Regions from separate parts of the Hordeum vulgare genome. Here region 1 is linked to region 2. The links are chromatin contacts, called in public Hi-C maps. All regions are on one chromosome and are shown on one strand. The core of a region is the stretch at or near the end of the contact, and the rest is flanking DNA. Distances in the headings are between cores, read along the strand shown. Region 1 holds the start of LOC123427741 (clathrin interactor EPSIN 1). Region 2 holds the start of LOC123430767.

Evidence for each region. A called contact is a pair of places that touch in the nucleus more often than the background predicts.
Region 1: a Hi-C map of seedling shows a contact between it and region 2, with 2.6 times the contacts expected there. The contact joins the promoter of LOC123427741 here to the promoter of LOC123430767 in region 2. A contact is called at or near these places in 3 of 6 Hi-C or Micro-C datasets (leaf and seedling).

Annotation. Positions count from the first base shown.
Region 1 is chr2H:608,204,041-608,206,740 of MorexV3_pseudomolecules_assembly, forward strand. LOC123427741 (clathrin interactor EPSIN 1) reads right to left here and starts at 1,355. Exons shown (of 11, transcript XM_045111858.1): 1 at 1,001-1,355; 2 at 820-871; 3 at 221-300; 4 at 52-130. The coding sequence starts at 1,041. It overlaps LOC123427742 (cell division cycle 20.2, cofactor of APC complex-like), which reads right to left. Exons shown (of 5, transcript XM_045111859.1): 4 at 2,589-2,700; 5 at 2,111-2,488. The coding sequence ends at 2,339.
Region 2 is chr2H:607,976,354-607,979,053 of MorexV3_pseudomolecules_assembly, forward strand. It overlaps LOC123430767, which reads left to right and starts at 1,307. Exons shown (of 3, transcript XM_045114604.1): 1 at 1,307-1,653; 2 at 2,154-2,222; 3 at 2,344-2,700. The coding sequence starts at 1,480. The coding sequence ends at 2,544.

The DNA of each region.
Region 1 (2,700 bases), core at 105-2,604, 230 kb after region 2:
GGTCAAATATACTATTGAAAGGATGGTCATTAGGGAATAAAAAACAATAACCTTATACACATGACGCCAGTTTGCACCTCGCTCACCCAACCTGGCCCAGAGGACACCCATCACCATCTGACACTCAGAGCTGCAGATTTAGAAGTTATGGGCATCATTTCATCAGCACTAATGAAAGGGGGAGGCGGTAGCACAACACAAATAAGACATTAAAACTTACTACTTCTTGGTGGCCTGAGCTAGCTCTGAAAGAGCAGAGCCATGGGGACCCCAAGGTTCATCACTTGTCGCGTCAAGTACCTGATTTGAAAGCAAAACTTTTAGGAGAAGACACAAACTACGAAATATGATACAATAAGAGATCAAAATGACTAGTCTTGCCAGCCATCTATTCTCATCGAACTTCCAGCTCTAAATGTAATCATCGAGGAATCCAGCCTGATTACAGGCAAATCAAAAGCAATTCAGTGAGGAGTGCATTCGGTGGTCTGTTTCGACTGATATCTGATTCAGGTCTTAATAATTTATCCAAACCATCAGCGGAGAATTTGACTTTCTTAAGTAACATAGTTTGATTTATTGCTCCTATAAAAAGTTACAGCATTTCTCAGTTTCCTTAAAGCGCTACTGTGGAGCGCACACGAACACACAACAGTGGTATCACAACCAAGCATACGTAAACCACACTACTAGACAAAATCCAAGCTCCATCCTCCAGTCTCCACCACATGAACTAATACGATAATTCACGGCTCCACTACCGGCAAGAGGAAACAGTTTTACAGAGGAGCGGAGCAAAGATCTGGGCGAGATCCAAACCTTCTGTTCGAGCTCGGGGACCTTGAGCACCTTGAGATTGACCTCCCTCTTGCTGCAAGAGCACGCGCGAAGACAAACGGATCAGGATCTCGCTCCCCACGGGCCGAATTCAGCAAAACGCCGTACCCATCCTAGTAAAACGGGGGGGCGCCACCGACGAGATCGTATCGAGAAAACTTACATCTCCCTTACGGTCTGATCGAAGGCCTTCATGAAATCCATGGCCGGCGCGGCGTCGAAGGCTGGCCGGGGACTCTATACGGTGGGGGGATCTGGGCTGTCGGGCGCTGAGCTGGTAGTGGCAGACGAGCGAGTGGCCTAGGAGGCTGCGTCTGGACGGGATGGAGGCGCGGCGGTGGCGGCGGCGGCTCCCCCGATCCCGGCGAGCGGCGAGCCCTCGCGACGGACGGCGGCCACCTCGACGGCGAGGTCGTCGGCCTGCCGGGCGGAGGGCGCGCGCGTGCGGGGAGGGAGGGGAGCAGAGGGAGTGGGCGGCGAGGTGGGCGAAAGGGCCACTTTTGGTGGTGGTGATGGCCGGTGGGTAGGCAGGGAGAGGAGCCACATGTGTGCTACCATCGGACGGCCAGGATCGACTCCGGTGAGATCTGACGGCCGATATGGCACCGGCTGCAAACGCACCGGTACCACAGCCTGTGTCAATGCGCCGCTAATCTTTTACTGTGGTGCTACTTTTGGTTGAGGAAATGGTAAATCTCACTGGTAATCTCATGGGGTAAAGGCACTGCTAATCTAATTTTGCGAATGTTTGGTTGTAATCTTGTAATCTGATGGGCACAAGCGTCATCTGACACTGAACCAACCAACCACCGAGATGCATTTCTTTGACTGAAAGAAGCATAAGAGGGTAACATATGGTTTGCCACTCCAAACTTGGCACAAGACAGAAGATCCTCCGACATCTCAAGCTCACAAAACACATCTAACCTGGATGTGAAACTCTGTTCCATTTTTGCTAGGCCCGGAGTACACACACAGGTTCCATTGCAGAAGCAGGTCCGTGTATTTCCCGAAAAGAATTACACTACTACTCCCTCTGTACCTACTAAAACTACAAATATTTCGGTACAGAGGAGTACATGATAAAATAGTGGTCACAACTGGTGGTGGCTTCAAGTTGCATAAAGAAAGCAACCAACAGAGAGGCACCTCAAGTTGCATAAAGAAGGCAACCAAAAGAGAAGCACCCTCCAGACCCCACGTCAACATCAAAACCAGTCAACAGGGAACATCAGAAGCAAGAGAGCATAGTTTGTGAGGCAACAACAGTTGATAAAAAAACACCAATGTCATTATACTTATATATAATCGACATATGTATGTATAACATACATCAAACTGGTCTTGATGTTCATCCGGATCAATGTAAAATATACCAACTAAAGTTACCAGCATACTGAAGCACGCACAAAACACTTCAGTACACACAAAGAATTTCTACGTAAAATCAGCCTGCTAATTCTTGTCAGCGTTGCAGCACTTGCCGGGACCTGATCCCTCCCTAGCGTAGGTGATTGTAACTGTTGAACATTCTGCTCTGGGGGGTCTTCACTTTCACTGCAGACTTGGGAGCATCAGGAGTCCCAAACACATTCCAGAAGCGCAGGGTCTCGTCTGCGGCCGCAGATGCCACCGTGCAACCATCAGGGCTCTACAAAGGTTCAACAAAGCACAACCATAAGCCATCCATCTGTGCACGCAATATGCGTTTCAAACTTAGCTACAAAGCATATATGGGGCAAAAAGATTACCTGAGCCATGAAGAGGACACGGGAAGTATGGCCATTGAGCTCGGCCATCTTAGTCATCGACGGGTACTTCCACAACGTGAGCTGGTTCTGAGTGAATCCATGCGAGCTCAAC
Region 2 (2,700 bases), core at 57-2,556:
GCGTGGCACGACGATGAAGTCGATTGTGCACCGGAGAGGTGATGACTTTGGCTCCTCCTCCATGCGTGGCTGACATCGGCAAGGGCGGCGTCAGATCGTGCATAGCGATCGCTCGACCACTCCTCATCTGTCGTTGTTGCCTTTGCCAGGAAGCGTGATGGTTGTTGTAATAGCCCCTCCTCATCGTCGGGAAGATGACGATCTCTTCTTCCTCGGAAAAGGCGATCGCTTTGGAGGTCGAGAGCCCCGGAGAGCGACGGGGACACTAAGATCCGGATTCGGAGGGAGTTCTGGAGCTGACGTCGGCCGACACGAAGAACCATAACTTTGGCATGGCATGGACGCCACGAGAGCGAAGATGATTAGTGAGGTTCTGAGCAAAGAGGAATGATGCGGCGCGCTGTGGACGACACCAGAGCTGGCTTAAATAAGCACGACCAGAAGAAGGGACGAATAGCTGACTTCAATGTGACGTAGTGCTTGGAGTAGGCTTCTCGATCGCCACATCAACATTGAAGCAGAGCCACCAACTCGTTCGGTTGTGTCGCTTTGACCAATATCAATGTCGTGGAGTCACGTCTTCTGGGAAGGGGCGTTGACTTACATGAATGCACGACAACCGCCTCATGCCGAGAGGTTTTTGGGAGCGCTAAGGGTGTCAAATGCGTACATGGCGATGGTACGGACGCCCCCTTATTTGCGTTTAGTCTGCGAGATCTTAGACAACTGGACTTGTGTGTGGATCGATTGGGTCACATGTTGGATGACAAATTGCGGACGGTGTGAGGGTCTCTTCAATGGTCCTATGATCATCGTTGGTAAAATTATCACATAGATGATTTTGATGACATGACGCATAATAAAAGAAGAGAGAGAATGAAATCGTATGAACTTGAAGCAACGGTTCACGCACAAGCTACAAGCTCCGAGGCAAGCACGGTTATTTCTTTAATATTTAATGGACCCGCTTAATTATTTTACATACGATTAACATACACTCCATTGAAGACCTTGTATGATGTGTTGTTGATTGTTGATGTGGACACTTATACCAACGATTGAACATACGAATTGTTGGAGATGCTCTAAGCGCGCTAAAAGAAAAGTAGCAATCACATGACACAATTTGTATCCTATACTCTCTGTGCTTTTGGATAAATAAACTTGGCTTTACACCTAAAAAAAATCTACAAGTTATTCTTTTCTGAAAAGAAGAGATTAGAGGCCCACAAGCCCTCTATTCGTTCCTGCAACCGGCCCGTTGAAACATCTCGTTAACCAGCCCACATCATTTACAAGCCGCATGGGCCGCAAAAGCGACAAGGGAGTTCTCAGCGTGTTGCGAGTCGTGCCCATCGATTCCCCCCCTTCTCCCCGCCGGCGACGGGTCCTCCCGGCCGGATCCAGCCCCCCCCCGGCCTCCGCGCGGTCCCGCCACTGCAAGACTTCTCTCGGTCCAGCGACCTCTTGAGCACTGAGATGCGGGGGGTCGGAGGCCCATTGCTCACTGTCAGCGATCTCCTGAGCGACCTCGCTGTAGAAGGAGGCGACGACCACCTCGACGGCGGAGGCGATGCATCTGTTCCCTCCTCCCCCTTGGCAGTGCATCAGGTGGAGGAAGCTGACCCCTCCGAGCTCCAGCGGCTCTTCGCGGTGAGGGCTCCCTTCGCTCCCCTGTTTCTGATTTTGTAGGTATCAATTGATTCACCTGTCATATTGTTTGTTGTTCCTTCGAATTCATTCTCTGAATCATGCGTCCATCAGCTTTCATGTGTTCCCAGAGCTACTCAGTTGTGCTCGATGTGAAGAATCTTGCTGTGCATAGTCCCATAGATTCATATAGGGTACACAGAAAAGTGTGCAACGTTGAATGTTGGGATTAATTAAGATGGTCTCATCTAACTTAAGTTCATATAATTCACATCTTATGGTAGGTTACTTCACCCACCTTGACCAGCTGATGTGATGTGCTTGCTCATGTTTGTTGTTTACTTAATTTTCGAATCCGAAGTTCAGTACCGATGAAAGAATCCACCAAGAGGCAGCAAAGGCATTTTGTTCGTCAATTTGATGTGGGGTGCTACTCTGTTAGTTACTAGCTATCTGGTATGAACACGTACATGTAACTCATTTCTGCATTCATCATCAACCAGGAAGACTATGACAGTTTGATGAAGTCTCTACGGGAGAATGATCCTTCATGGCCTTCCCTGATGCTGAAGGTGTGATTTTTCCCTTCCTTTTCCTTTACTGAGGACGCAACCTGTGGTTATTTACTACAATTCGTTGCTGGATACAAACCCTAACATGTTTGCTCCCGAATCTCGGTACCTCAAACTCTAGTTGTGCAGGGCGTTGAAGACTTCCGATAAGCTGCTGAGCTGCGCGAATGTGAAAGCCGAGCAGCTGCTAGAGAAGGTGGAGAAACTGGAGCATGTCCTAGAGAGGGGAGATCGTGCAGTGGGATCAATTATAGAGGTTCTTCAGAGCATGCAGCTCACCGAGGATCATCAGACCTCCAAATCGAACCCGCCTAGCATGTAGTGAGCTGCGGTGGCGTAGGTGTTGTGTTTGATTATCCAAATCAGGAGTCATGCCTTTCCTGCCAGCATTCTAGCACAAATCCATTTACTAGTTCCTTGTAAGATGCTTCCTGAATTGAATGAACTGAAATGCTATATGCTTCCAGGGTCCATTGCT